Regions from separate parts of the Sus scrofa genome. Here region 1 is linked to region 2. Evidence: chromatin contacts called from public Hi-C data. All regions are on one chromosome and are shown on one strand. The core of a region is the stretch at or near the end of the contact, and the rest is flanking DNA. Distances in the headings are between cores, read along the strand shown.

Evidence for each region. Hi-C and Micro-C count contacts between places; a contact is called where the count stands out from the background.
Region 1: a Hi-C map of embryonic fibroblasts shows a contact between it and region 2, with 2.3 times the contacts expected there. The contact joins two enhancer-like sites. A contact is called at or near these places in 5 of 47 Hi-C or Micro-C datasets (embryonic fibroblasts, epiblast stem cells and fibroblasts) and 2 of 2 datasets of contacts at active chromatin or transcription factors (alveolar macrophages and skeletal muscle).

Annotation. Positions count from the first base shown.
Region 1 is chr8:96,590,602-96,595,183 of Sscrofa11.1, forward strand. No RefSeq gene overlaps it. Among named protein-coding and RNA genes, the nearest start is that of JADE1, 29 kb to the left of the region's middle. Within about 2 kb of position 2,045, at least 35 of the 83 cell types and tissues checked have an H3K27ac peak or open chromatin away from gene starts, as enhancers often do. A contact at or near this core is called in embryonic fibroblasts, where this site is marked.
Region 2 is chr8:96,257,813-96,262,114 of Sscrofa11.1, forward strand. All of the region lies in intron 5 of JADE1 (protein Jade-1), which reads right to left. Among named protein-coding and RNA genes, the nearest start is that of JADE1, 300 kb to the right of the region's middle. Within about 2 kb of position 2,574, at least 6 of the 83 cell types and tissues checked have an H3K27ac peak or open chromatin away from gene starts, as enhancers often do. A contact at or near this core is called in embryonic fibroblasts, where this site is marked.

The DNA.
Region 1 (4,582 bases), core at 795-3,294, 330 kb after region 2:
GTGAATCTCCATGTGCTGTGGGTGCAGCCCTAAAAAAGCACACACACACAAAAAAGGAATGAAATAATGCAACTTGCAGCAACATGGATGGACCTAGAGATTATCATACTAAGTGAAGTTAGTCAGTGAAAGACAAACATCATATGATATCACTTATAGGTGGAATCTTAAAAAAAAGGATACAAATGAACTTATTTGCAGAACAGAAACAGACTTAGACATTGAAAACCAACTTATGGTTACCAAAGTGGACAGGTATTGGGGGAAGGATGAATTGGGGGGTTGGGATTGGCATATGCACACTGTGATACATGGAGTGATTGGCCAACAGGGACCTGCTGTATAGCACAGGGAACTCTACCCTAAATTCTGTGATGATCTATGTGGGAAAAGAATCTGAAAAAGAATGGATATGTCTGCACGTATAACTGAATTACTTTGTGGTACAACAGAAATTAACATTGTAAATTAACTATACTTCAATAAAACTTTTTAAAAATGGGAAAAAAAGGCCCCCTGGGGAGGCTTATTTGGGTTTCAAGTAATATCTTCCTCATCCTCACCTGGTGCCTTTGATACTGAGGAATCGAGAACACCTTAAAGGAAGCTATGGCCCTTTCTTTTAGAAATGAAGTTTTTGCCCAATAAGCCTTCCCACGTTTGACTCTGACTATTGGCATTTGATTCAGAATCATCAGTTTCCACAAACTATAAGTATTTTACATAAAACAGAGATACCACCAGCTTTAGTTGCCATGCCACAGGATCTTTAGTGGGCTATAGATGATAGGCAACCTCGTGTTGGCCAGTAATTTCAACAGACATGCCTCTAGCACAAGGAGGTGGAAGTAAGCAGAAGCAGGGATTCTGGCAAAGTGTTGATCCCTAAGAAAGGCACGGAGGTTGGGGCAGGAGACCACAGTCCAATGGACAGTATCTGAAATGAAAAAGGTATATCTGGGCTCACATCAGCTATCATATCTTGGGGATCAGGTGTCCTGAACAGATAGGTGACAACAACTGGGCACAGGCAGAAGTTTACTTGTGGTCAAGCCCCAACCTGCATCTAATTTCCAGTAGCTGGATCTCTATCTGAATCACCTACCTGGCATTCAAGTTTATTTAAGCCCTTAATCATCTCCACAGAGTTTATAGCTATAACTCTGAATGCCAGACCTGAAGCAGAGGACCTGCTTCAGACCCCCTTATATCCTGCATCCCAGCTTATATCCTGCATCCACCATTTCTCAAAGACTCCCATGTTATGGTTCCATTACATGTGGCAACAAGGTGAGGAAGAGGCATCTATGCCTGTGCTTGAGCCCCAAAAACCAGCTGTGTGACCTTGGGCAAGTTACTCTTATAAACTTCAGTTTTCTTCATCCAAGGATGTTATGTGGATTAAATGAAATAACAAATGCAAAATAGAGTACCTGTCACATAGTAAGTGCTCAATAAATTTTAAGGATGATGAAGAAAACAAGGTGAAAGATGGATCTTCTTAACACTGGCCACATGACTGGGATTCAACCATACCATAATGGTTCTCAGCCAGGGGTTATTTTGCCTCCAGGGGACATCTGGCAATGTCTGGAGACTTTACTTATTGCATTAATTGAGGGCAAAGGAGAGGCATAGCGGTGTGCTACTGACATCTGATTGGTAGAAGCCAGGGTGCTGCTAACCATCCTTCAAAGCACAGCACAGTTCTCCTGCCCTCAGCAAAGACTTATCTGGTCCAAAATGACAATAGTGCCAAGGCTGAGAAACCCTGCTTGCCAGTAGCAGCATTCCCCTGACTTTCCCCAGCCTCTGCTATCAATATGCCCCTAGCTGGTGTCTGTGGCTGATCTCCCAGGTCTGGCCCATCCCCCTGGCTCCTGAGCTCCTACTCTGTAGGCTTCTTTGTCAAATGGCCACCAGGCTTCGTTGGCCTGAGCTGAGTCCATAACAACAGGGATGGGGAGAATGACCTGGCCCTCCCTCTGACCAGCAACAGGCGAGAAACTGCTTCCTGCAGGCCTGTGGCAGAGAGCCACATGCAAACAAGGGCAGCAGCTCGTAGAACGTTCCACCCAAACTGGCTCCTCACCAGGCCAGACCATGAGTCACTACCACATGCTGCCGCCTCTCACCGTGACCTTTCTTTATCCCTTCATTAGCTGTAAATCTTCAGGAGCAAAACAGCAGAGAACAGACTGGAAAGGCCTTGGCAGAATATCATACCTGGCAAGTGCCCAAATCAAAATTCAGAGTTAAATACCCAGACGCTGAATGAACGCCAATCACACAGCAAACCAAGTCTCCCCAGAGCCATCCCCATGCACCAGACAAGTGGACAAACGGAACTCCCTCTCTTGACATAATTTAAATCATGTGGCAGCACTGGAGCATCATCTCCAGGAGAAGGAACAGATGTGTTTAGCAATACCCAGATGGCTAGGGACAAATTGAAGGACCTGTGTAATGTTTGCCCATAATTCATGCTTGCACCAAACCACACTGCACCCCTAAGAAATCTTTCTCATGTCCCTGATTCCTCTTGTGTCAAATGGAATTAATATTGTCTTCTGTGCAGTGTTATGAGAAATAATTAACAAAGAGCATAGGTTATTAAATAGTTCTTTGGCTCTAAATAAAGCAAAACTGGATTTTTTGTTTGTTTGTTTCTGCCTTTCCAGAAGCAGACCATCATGCTGGGGAAAATGCCAGTGAATGGGGCAGCTGCCTTCTGCAGGGGAATTTACTCTGCCCAGTCTCACTAGAGTCATCTTTCTGAGTGTATTCTAACCACCTGCATTAGAAGCATCTAGAAAATCTGAAAAAAAGCAGATTCCCAGAGCTACAGTGACAAGCTACTGAATTTCTGCAGATGAGACTTTGGAAGATATACTTTTAACAAAATCCACATTTGAGATTTATAACCACTACCATTTGAGAATTTTGTAACAATGACTAAACCCTGGGATAGCAGAGCCACCTTCACTATTTCCAGAAGTAAGAAGACCGGGTCCTTTGCCTTCTTTTCTCTGCTAATGTTGCCCCATCTTATGTAAGCAGAATTTCTGGATGAGACGGAACAAATTCATAATGATTCATCTGAACTAAACTGTCCACCCTCACACTTATAATACTGACAGCAACAAATTGCCCTTCTGAGTTTTGTAATTTCTCTCAACATTCTTTAAGTTTAAAGGGACTGAGTGATTCCCCTTTGCTGTTGGATGCCTGCCACCCTGAGCAAATCCCCCTCTCCAATCACTTGTTGCTAGGAAACTGATCACATATAGGTCTGACCCACAATCAATCAATCCCTCCTCTCCTCACGCTCGACAGTTGTATTTAGTATATGTTCCACACATTCACATTCATTGTCCTTACAATGATCTTGTGAGAAATTATCTCCATTGTATAGATGAGGGAACGAAACCACCAACAGGCAACATAGGTAATAGAACTGGTATTTGACTAAGCTGTTTGACTCTAACCCCAATGCTCTTAACAGCTCAAATTGAATAAACCCAATGCTCTAAGCTACTCTGCCTCCTACTGTCTCTAGGAAATTATAACTCTAAGTAGCCATCAACTGAGTATAGTTGTCTAGAGTTTAAAATCTCCTAACCATACCATTAGCAAGCATGGACATGCAGACCAACCAAAGTGAAATTATTTGACGACTACTAGACCATTCAGTTTCATTCATTACAGGTAACTCATGAACTTTTGAGCTAATAACAACAGCTAGCATTTGTTAAGCACTTGCTACTGCAAAGAACTGTTCTCAGTGCTTTAAGTATTCTAACTCAATGAATCCCCTCAACCCTCCTCTGAGGTTGGAGATACCACCATTCTCTTTTCACAGCTGGGAAAATGGCAGCACCGAAGTGTTTAGTAAGGGGTCTGAAGTCATGTAGCTAGTAAATGGCAAGGCTGGAAAACATAGCTAGATAATAGGGCTCTGTAACAAATACCTTAACTAACCTACTTTACTGTATATTCCATTATTAACACAGTGAGAGCCATACCAATGCAGACAGTTGTGGATGCGAGGAGGACCTGCTTTTCCTAAAGATCTTTCTAGCACCCGAGAGAATTCATATTGTTTTGAAATGGTTTCTAAAATGCCACAGAAAACAGTGACCCATAAAATACTAAACAATATGGAAGATAAAAGCTCTAAAATGATATGGGATTCTGTTATAAATAAAGTCCCAGAACAAGTCCAGGTCAGCAATGTGCTTTCAACTAAGAGAGGGAGGAGTTTTGTTATGATTATTACAGTCTAATTTAAAGCTGAAGCCAGGCTGGAGAAAAATAAAAATAAAAATAAACTCTCTCCTACAGCTGTCATCCTGGCTGTGGTCTCCAACTGTTTCAATCACTAAAACTCTGTATTTAATGGTCACTTTTATAACAAACACTAAAGAAACACAAAGCTCTAAATCAGAATTTACTTCTAAAGAATAGAAAGAAATGTGTTGAATTGCTAAGGAAGGCCACAGAGAGATAGTGCCATGGTGCTGGCCTTCCTGGTGGTGATTATGACACAAGCACCACGCAAGACCTCAAACTTCAAGCTGGG
Region 2 (4,302 bases), core at 1,324-3,823:
AGTCCCAATTTCACCCCAAATAAACCTTTCAACTTCCAGGTTGTATTTTTTCAGTCGACAGATCTTGTACATAAACTGTATCATACGCTCAGCTTTACAGAATGTGAGATGCTTCGCTTTAATATCTCACTGACCTTTAACTGAAGTTATTTCCATTACTTTATTTTCAAATTTCTTTCCATTCACTGTCAAAGTTAATAATCTAATACTTAAATGTACAATATTTTAAAATGTATTTAGAAAATGTCTAACACAAAAATGTGTATTAGGAGTTCCCACTGTGATGCAGTAGGTTAAGAATCTGACTGCGGCGGCTTGGGTTGCTGTGGAGGTGCAGGTTTGATCCCTGGCCCAGTGCAGTGGGTTAAAGGATCAGCATTGGTTTCAGCTGTGGCTCGGACTCAAATCCTTGATCTGCAAACTTCCATACACTACGGGTGCAGCTAAAAAAAAAAGGAAAAAAATGTGCATTAAAGAATGTATTTTCAGACACCAATGTACCTTAAAGATAAAAGTATTTTATAGTGAAATGTTTCTGTTTGCTAAGTTCACACTATATGCATGTTATTCCTAAACACTAAGCAACTGATAATTTGATTCCTAAATTATTGGTCAGCAACGACTGCCTCTCCCACAAGAAAAGATTTATGTTTTCTTAATCAGTCTTCTATGGAGCATACAGTAAGTACCCAATGTAACAAAGTATGTAAATATGATAATGACCTATACTTTAGTAATCTCCTGTTCCTAAACGAAGGTGAAGGAAATCCAGCTGGTTTCTTACCTTAGTTTTTAAAGTAAACATTAATCACCTAGACAGTAAGTTTTTAAATTGACATCATTATCTAAATCATATGCTCAGAGTCTAAAAATACTAGTATGACTACAATTCAAACCCAGATTTCTCACTTTAACCAAAGGGTTATATCTGGTATAAAGATAGTCATAGATTTGATTTAACTGACAAAGTGCTTAAATCTCAAGTGTTAAAGTTTTAACCTTGTCTAAATATTTCAACCCAGAAATACAGAACCTTTAAATGTGTCCTTTATAATGTCAAACATCAAAATTTGTTTAAAGGAAATACTACCCAAGCTACTACAGAGCCTTTGCAAAGATATCATACTTGAAAATATTCAGCTGAAAAGTTTATATTAGAAATAAATAACCAGTTCTCCCAAAAAAGAAAAGATTATAAAAACTGACCAGATAATCGTAACTGCAATATTTACTTCTAGGAATGTAACCAATACAATCCAAGTGCTAGAACACATTAATTCACCATAAATTCCTTATAAATTATGTTTTAACTCAGACTTTACAAGTCAATAAAATAATTTTTTCAGAGCTCTTCTGTGGCTGAGCAGCTTAAGCATCCAGCATTATTACTGCAGTACCTTGGATCGAGGCTATGGTGACAGTTCAATCCCAGGTCCAGAAACTTAGACGTGCCACAGGTGTGGACAAAATCAATCAATCAATCAATCAATTGTTCACAAGTTAATCTAACACCATTGTTTTAAAGACTATTTCATTATTTTAAGGAATTTGTGTGAGTGGTTCTGAATGAATCATAGGCAGTTTCCACTTGCCAATTTATAAATAATCCAATCTTTGCTTATAAACCCTAAAACAATCTATTAAACCCTTCCAGGTCTCTGTAACTGATGACTCAAATAAGAGTCAGCAACCGGACAGCAGTCATGACAAAATATTCCAATTATTTGTATTTGGAATGTATTTGAAATTATTTGTATTTTTGTTAACTTCCCTTTACACGGGAGTAAATGAATTCATCCCAAAACAATAAATAGGCAATCGGGCACCATGACCTCCAATCTTGAACTTCTATCCCTATCTCCATCTACTCAGAATTCCTCTCTGTTAGATCTATATGCTCAGGTACGAAGATATCAAAGATATAACAAGAAACACCAGCAAGCTGCAGGTGGGAAAAAATGAAGTATCAGCCCATTTACATATTAAACATAAACCAACGGCTTGCATACTCATGGAAAATTTCTGGAGGAGCATTAAAGTTGATAGTGTTTACTTCTGAGAAATTAACTACAGTCAGAAAGAGTAGGGTGGCAACTTCACTTCTCTCTATGACCTTTTGCATGGTTTAGTTTTTTACCACGATTGTGTACCACACTATTTAAAATAGTAAAGATTTAAAATCCAAAATATTTCTTCCCTGCTCTTCACATTGTAGAAGACCCTAAGAGCACAACTTCTTGGCCCTGTGCAGGCACCAGCCTAAAAAGAGCAGCCGCCAATAAACTACATATATTCCACCTCCTTCCTGAGGTGGGGATCAAAGGCTTGTCTTGTTTAGAAACACCTGATGAAACAGCACAGGAAGAAAAAAATAGAAACGGTAACAGGATAATACCATAAAATGCTATTATCACTCATTCATTATTTACTTCAAAACTAAGTTTCTAAGAGTTTCCATTGTGGCTCAAAGGGTTAAGAACTGGACTTGTATCCATGAGGATGAGGGTTAGACCCCTGGCCTCACTCAGTGGGTTAATAGGATCCGGCACTGCTGCAAGCTGCAGCCTAAGTCACAGATGCAGAGTGGATCCAGTGTAACTGTGGCAAAGGCCAGTAGCTGCAGCTACAATTTGATCCCCTAGCCTGGGAACTTCCATATGCCACAGTGCAGTCCTAAAAAGAAAAAGAAAAAAAAAAAAAAAAGTAAGTTTCCAAACATAAGAATAGCCAATGCCAATAAGAGGTCACTAAAAATATTAAAGTATATACAGTAGGAAAAAAGAAACTAAAACCGGTCAGGAAAACTAGGGTTTAAACTACCTCTAAAGAATAAATACTCAACTTCCTACCCATTTCAAAAGCAGTATTATTTCGGGGGAAAAAAAAAAAAAAAGCTGCATTCCAGAGATGGCTACCAAATACACAATTTCCTTTACCCATGGCAGACATGGTTAATAAATTAGGTCATTCTTTTTCCACAAGCCCAGACATGACTTCAGAATCCTCCCTAACACAGTGCTATCACTCAGAATTCATGAGTGATAAAGCTACTTGCCCTTAAGGTCCTATTTTCACACTTTTTTTTGACAATTTACCAGAGAAAACTAAGATAAGACCAATCTATTCAGAATATATGAAAATAAAGTTTTTTCCAAAGCATTTCCCTGAAATCAGAAGTTTGTGTTCCATTCCTGGGTCTCTGAACCAAATTCTAATTTGTAACACATTCATGCAAATCTTCAGGTCAAACTCAAAGTTCAATAAATAACACTTTAGAAAGAAACAGCAGGAGATAGTTTCTGAATGCACCAAGGTAGGGATAAGGATGGCAAAGGAGTCTACAACCCCTTATTCCACCCTTGGAAGAATAAGCCAATAAATGCAAAGTGCCTACAGGGTAATTTTAAAAGATTTTTAAATGCTCAAACCAGATGTTCTTACACAGGATATACAAAGCAGCTTCTGCAGAAACCAGACTCAAACAGCTAATGACAATTACACTGTGCACAGATTTAAATGCAGCTGTTTTGAGGAACTTTGTTCCTTGATTATAGCTAGTTGTTCAGAAACTATCAGTTACCACTAACAATCGTTCAGTCACCAAAAATTGTTAAAGTACTGTTTAAAAAAAAAAAAAAATCAGACCCCCAATGTTTTACACTGGAAGACCTAAATGGCACACTTAACAAAAAAAGTATTTACACATCATCTGAATTACATATAAAAGCAAACATTTCATCACAATTGTACAAGTCTTGCTATTATGGTCACGGAAACAAAAGGCAATCTCAAAACTTAGCAGAAAGGTCTGGAAAGTAGGTATTCTCTGAAGCTAAAGCTGAAAAGTCTCAGGATGGATCATGTCTACAGGAAATCTTCCCCAAAGAAACCCATAAATCATAAGTGTGGTGCTAGAAAACATTTCAGAAATAAGTTAATCTACTTTTCCTAATTTTAAAGGCAAGTATGTCCAATAAATACTGGAGATATTAAGCAACATGAGCAAAGACACACAGACATGTCTAGGGCAAAGCCAGTGGCTGAACCAAAGATCAGTTCCCAAGGTGGGTGGTCCTCCTATGCCACCCACCTCCTCCCAGGTGTTGGGGACATGGAGCATCAGTGTCGAAAAATGAGACACATGAACATGGGGAGGATCTTGACAAGGCTCTTCAGCAGAAGGGCACGGGTACTCCAAAAAGCATGTGCAGCGAACAAAGAACCCCTATTTATCCCTAACAAGGTGATTTACCTGTCCCCTTCCCACTGATAGGGTCAGGGTGCACATTCTTCCCAATTGGC